Linked DNA regions of Triticum aestivum: region 1 is linked to region 2. The links are chromatin contacts, called in public Hi-C maps. All regions are on one chromosome and are shown on one strand. The core of a region is the stretch at or near the end of the contact, and the rest is flanking DNA. Distances in the headings are between cores, read along the strand shown.

Region 1 (2,852 bases), core at 41-2,540, 440 kb after region 2:
GCAGCAGAGACCAGGTCAGCCTAAAAAGCACTAAAGCAGAGGGCGGTAGTACTGCTGGCGCGATACTACCGCTCCCCCTTGCGGTACTACCGCAAGGCAGGGGCTGTCCAGAGATGGGAAGGCACGGATATAAAAAATTACATCTGTGGCTACTTCCGCAGAGTTGGAGTCGATGCAAAAACCCGACGCGGTAGTACCGTAAGCCAGCAGCGGTACTACCGCGCGAGGCGCGGATGTAAAAAATTACATCCGCCCCTTACTGCCGCGTACTTGCGGAACTAAGTCAGATACCACAGTACTACCGCACCAGCGGGCGGTACTACCGCAAGGTCCTGCGGTACTACCGCTCTAAGGAGCAGTACTACCACACGCCCTAGTTCAGCAAGCAAGAGCAATATTTGCATAGACAAGGAAAACATAGGATACTCCAAAGGCTAGAGGAAAGGAGGTGCAAAGGAAGATGTGTACGTGATGAATCCACCCAACCTTTCCAACGCGGACCCCCTCTTAATAGTACGGCTTCCCTACGACTCAATACCACCGAAAAGAAACGAAGAGAAACGCCGTCTTCCATAGCCTTCGAGGGGAACCAAATCATCTTGTGCCTAGTCAATATATCTGAAATATTCGATGCACATGATTAGTCCGCAAAAGTATTGTCATCAATCACCAAAACCAACTAAGGGATAAAAATGCCCTTACATCAGGGACATTCAGTTTCCAAAGCCCAGCCTAATCCCTGCGAGTAGCACTAGTGTTTTAATCCCTGCGAGTAGCACTAGTGTTTGACTATGCAATTCTATTTTCAAACAATTCTCCTTTTTTTTATCGTTTTCCACAAGAAGGTATACTGATCTGACTGAACACACATCACGTCTCTCATCAATGGCAGGCTCATTCATCAACCGGATTACGTATGCTCAATGGGATATTAAGGATCATATCCACATCAGACCGTTGCATGTGTTCATAATAAACAAGTTCATAATTCCAATTTTGGTGCTCATCTTTCCAGCGACTGAAGGATTATCGGAAACGAGGATGGATTGCCTCAACATATTGTCACGTTTTTTTTTTTTTTGAGACAACACATTGTCGCGGGGTAGCCCTCAACATATTGTCATGGGCCCAAATTCTCGTTCAGAGCCCACTGTGCCTGATTAGGCCCTGCTTCAACACTGAGAATCCTTACCGGATCATGGCCCAACCCAACCGGCTGAAAGCCTGACTAGAGGCCCATCGCCCAACCTCGGTTTTCCACATCTCCACGAGACCACTCCCCATCTCTAGAACTTTCTTCCTCGCCTCCGCCTCCACCTCCGCCCCCCCTTCCTCCTCCCAGCTCCAAACCCAGGAAACCCTCGCCTCCCCTTCCCTCGCGGCGTCCTCTTCCCGCCGCCCGAATCCCACCCCAATCGGACCCGAGCTAGAAGGAGGAGCAGAGCAAGATGCCCCCGAAGAAGGCGGCGGCGTCGAAGGCCGACGTAGCGAAGAAGCAGAAGGTCGTGGAGGACAAGACCTTCGGGCTCAAGAACAAGAACAAGAGCAAGAACGTCCAGAAGTACGTCCAGTCGCTGCACCAGTCCGTCCAGCCCAAGCCCGACCCGACCAAGACCGCCGCCAAGGCACGGGGGAACACTCAGATCGAAGCTGTCAATTCCCTCATCCGATTGCTTTGCTCTTCTGATGTTTTTTTCCTTCTTCTTGTTCGTGGATGCGGATGCGGATGCGCAGAAGAAGAAGGAGGAGGAGAAGGCGCGCGAGAAGGAGCTCAACGATCTATTCAAGGTCGCCGTCAGCCAGCCCAAGGTCCCCGTTGGTATGGCCTCCTCCCCTTGTCACCGTGTATAGGTCTCTTCTAGTGGATTTATCAAGAATCCCTTGCTGTGGATATGAAGTTGTTGTGAATTGATATTGTGGTGTATACGGCAGTATGGAAGTGCTTCTGGTAATACTGGTGACTGGTGTTGATTTGTTCTAATGTAGGAAGGGTTTGGTCAGTTCTTTCTGTGTAAACATGTTAGCTCTTTCAAGTCCCGCAGATTGCAAACGGAAATTGCAATGTTTCATTAGGATATTTTGGTACTGGCAGTTCGTTCAAAAGATTGCTATTCTTGTGATAAATGCTCATGCTTTGGTTGTGTGCTATTGTGCAGGTGTCGACCCCAAGTCGATACTTTGCGAGTTCTTCAAGGTTGGACAATGTCAGAAGGGTTTTAAATGCAAGTTCTCACACGACCTGAATGTCCAAAGGAAGGGTGAGAAGATTGATATTTACAGCGACAAGCGCGATGGAGGTAAATAAATGATTGTTACTTCTTTCGTTTTGGAGTCACTCAATTTTCTCGGTAGAAATTCACATGTTCTTCTGTCATGTACAGAGGAAGAAGATACAATGGATGACTGGGATCAGGAGACCCTTGAGAAAGTTATTGCATCAAAAAACGCAGAGTACCAGCAGAATAAACCTACTGATATTGTATGCACTATTCCAAAACTGTTATACACATTTTTCAAGCATTTCTCATTATATGATGTGTCACTTTCAACTTTCATTTTGCTCTAAAAGAATAAATAATTTTACTAATGTTCTCGTTGGTAATATTTGAGCTAGATAATACTATATTGGTTCTATTTTACTATTTATATTTTGTCTTCAATTCATGTTTTGCGCTCTTATTTTAGGAGGAATATATGCATTTCAAATATAAAGCAGTAATGCTTTTTACACCTATTATCATGTATTTTCCTGTGATGCCAATAAGCCATATTTCTGCTGTATATGATTTCCAGTTGATTTTCTTTAATCTGGATGCAGATGCAATTTCTTTTGGCCAATCACATCAATTAGT
Region 2 (3,240 bases), core at 456-2,955:
TGAACCATCTAAAAGAATATGAGCAAGTCAGTTTCAAGCAACATTAGGAGCAAAGGAACCCAAGTTGCAAATACTAACCGCTTGGGCGTTTGAGCTAGTCGCACCACTATGAGCACCAATTATATCTTTCTTCACGGATCCTTCACCAGATTTTGAGGTCAATTTACTATCACCCTACAGGAAAGTAATAGACAAGAGAGTCGTTAATATTCAGTACATACTGTTCACATAAAGCACACAAGATAGAAACAGAAGCTTGCAAGGCCATAATGCAGTCCAACAAAATGAGTGGGAAGTATGTACCAACTTAAGTATTAGAGAGCAATCATGCAACCTTGCTTAGAAGTTAGAACTAGTTTATTGCTTGAAAGCTGGAACAGCCTTCATGAATGCAACTAAGTTTCTTTCACGGTATATGAAACTGGAAAGCATGCGGGTTTTATTCAGGTGTTCACGCGAGGAACTTGCAAGCTTCAAAGTACATAGGTCATGTGTATTTCACATCAAGTGACAACTATATACCTGATTAAAGGGACACAGCTCAAAGGATCTAACGCAGGTTATGTGGCCTAAGTAGGCAGGATCTAACCCTTTTGTGGTTATGTTTAAACTAGGACTTAGAGGAAACTGCATTTTGTTTTGCATTGGTATGAAACGTATCAGCGAATCAATATCATGTATGTCGAATTGATTACAAGATCACATACCTCCATCTGCAATCACCGCGCCCGTCCAGAAAATTGCAAGGAAGACAGAGAAGAAGCGAGGTGAGATGATGACACAAAACAAGAGAATTATTGTCATTTGCAGCAAGTACTGACAGTGAGCAAGAGCCATGATTACATCTCTGTACTTTTGCAGGTAGATCTTGAGGGGGTCTACGTACTCCTCGAATCCGAGCGTGGCCATGGCCCAGAGCAGATCGTCCCCGTTGATGGTCTTGCGCTTCTCCTTCTGGCACTTGTCGCTGGCCCTACCAAACCAAACCAAACCACAGCGAAAAGTCACAACTCCGGCCACCCAAGACAAACAAAACCAGCCCGGCCGAGTTCGTTCGAGGCCGAGGTTCGAAGGCCAGGTGGCATGATGACGGTGGCAGCGAGCAGCTAGCGGCGGGCAACTCACTCGCTGGTGACGAAGGAGATGAACTCGGAGACGCACTCCTGGAGGGTCTCCTTGGCGTCCTTGGCGATCTTGCCGTTGGCCGGCACGGCCTTCTTCATGATGCGGCTGATGTTGGCGATGGGGAGGAAGCGGTCCTGCTCCCTGACCCCGCCGCCGCCCCGGGGGCTCCCGCTGTCGTCGTCGGCCATCCCGCGCCCCGAAACCCTAGATCCATCGCGAGCAAATCAGGACACGGATCCACGGCGCGCGATCGAGAGGGGATGGGAGGGTAGGGATCGAAATCAAACGCACCTTATAAAAAACGCGCGCGCGGGGGGGGAGGAGCGGAGGGGAGAGAAGGGAGGGGGGAGGAGGAGACGGTGGTTGGCGCTGCGAGGAGGGGTGGGGAATGCGAGATCGGACGCTGGAGAAGGCGACGCGGCCCGGGCCGGTGCGATGGGGAAGACGACGGATCCGGGCCGTTCGTCGGTCGGGAAGAGAGAGAAGAGAGGAGGCTGCGGGTGGGGCCTCACCCTGCCGGTGGACCCCGTGGGGTTAAAAGTGCCGTGGTGAGCTTCTTCTAGCACCATGTTAGATGGGCTTCTTTCGTTGAGGGATGTTCGGAGGGCTTTTTGGGGGCTCTGTTCTCGAAACAAAAAGAAGCTGCTTGGGCTTCACCACGAATTTTCATCTAATCTAAAAAAAATACCCCTAAAAATCACCCATCGAAAAGCCTAATATAAAAAAATTGATTCGCAAAAAATATCTAAAAACCATAAAATTTCTAAAAAAAAATTGCAGGATCTATCTTCGTTTTTTAACACAATTTCCTATTGCAAACTATGTCAATCATCAAATAATGTATACATCATCCACAAGTTAATTTTATGAATAGCAAAACCAATTATTTCATGCACTACTTTGGCAATGCTTGAACTGGATGTTCCGAATCGATCATCAAATCTACAGTCTGCCTAAATTGCTGCTCTCAATCGCCATCACCAAATCCTGCAGCTACGCTATAGGCTTCAGCGATAGCAGCTTCAGAACAAAGGAGCACGCACCTCCATTCTATCTTCTTTAGGCAGCTACGCTATAGGCTTCAGCGATAGCAGCTTCAGAACAAAGGAGCACGCACCTCCATTCTATCTTCTTTAGGCTGCTCAACACGGCGAAATACACAGACACCTTCCCACATTAGGTTGAGATTTGGTGCATGGGACCTTGTTTGTTTGGGCTCCAGCTTCTACAGAATCAGCTGCGGATTCCTGTGCTGGCAAACCCAAATCAGATTTTGGCTAACTAATCAAAAGCTGATTCAAAACAACTGTTTGTTTCAGATATAGCTTTGAATCCGGTCCCTAAAGCTGAAACAAACACGGCCAAATTCTACATACACAACCAATGCCCAGGGCAATTTCAGGACAAGGGAAATTCATCTCAAACTGGGGAACAAAACTCATAACAGTAGCACTTTCCCATAACAGGAGCAAAATGTGACAAGGCATAGTTTTCACCAACACGATCATAAGTTATCAACTTAAAAGTGCTGTAAACACAAAGGTACCATCCTCCTTCAACATCTAAAGGCCCGACATACTGTCTACTCCATGCAACGGCAATCTAAGACCTGGGCTTCTCCTTCTTCTCTTTGAAGAGGGCAAGCAGAGAAACACCTGACACCTTGACGACCTTGAACCGGACACCGGGAATATCTCCCACAGCATGTCCCTTACGACCGAATCCAGCGATCAGCACCTCGTCCTGGACAACAGGTGAAAGACAAACTTAGTACCTACAGCAGAGCAAACATTTGAAAAGTACCATGATGGAGAACATACATTCTCCTCGATGAAGTTCAGGCAACCATCATTGGGAACGAAGGCGGCAATCTTCTTTCCATTCTTCACAAGCTGCACACGAGCACACTTACGGATGGCAGAGTTAGGCTGCTTGGCCTCAATACCACTGCAATAGAGTCATCATATATTAGCTTCACCCCATAAAAACAAGGGTAAGAAGAAAAACATATTGCCCATTTTTACATACATCTTCTCCAAAACAATGCCCTTGGCGTGAGATGACCCGGCGAAGGGTTTCTTCCACTCGTTACCCAAGTGGCTCTTCTTGTATGCC

What was found. Hi-C and Micro-C count contacts between places; a contact is called where the count stands out from the background.
Region 1: a Hi-C map of leaf shows a contact between it and region 2, with 3 times the contacts expected there. The contact joins the promoter of LOC123079658 here to the promoter of LOC123079655 in region 2. A contact is called at or near these places in 2 of 5 Hi-C or Micro-C datasets (both in leaf).

What each region holds. Positions count from the first base shown.
Region 1 is chr3D:459,885,434-459,888,285 of IWGSC CS RefSeq v2.1, forward strand. LOC123079658 (zinc finger CCCH domain-containing protein 11) reads left to right here and starts at 1,291. Exons shown (of 8, transcript XM_044502460.1): 1 at 1,291-1,625; 2 at 1,735-1,819; 3 at 2,157-2,297; 4 at 2,382-2,479. The coding sequence starts at 1,449.
Region 2 is chr3D:459,446,303-459,449,542 of IWGSC CS RefSeq v2.1, forward strand. It overlaps LOC123079655 (nuclear transcription factor Y subunit B-2), which reads right to left and starts at 1,706. Exons shown (of 8, transcript XM_044502457.1): 1 at 1,417-1,706; 2 at 1,126-1,329; 3 at 844-973; 4 at 708-713; 5 at 79-174; 6 at 1-8. The coding sequence starts at 1,694. It overlaps LOC123079656 (40S ribosomal protein S23), which reads right to left. Exons shown (of 4, transcript XM_044502458.1): 2 at 3,154-3,240; 3 at 2,946-3,072; 4 at 2,560-2,868. The coding sequence ends at 2,728.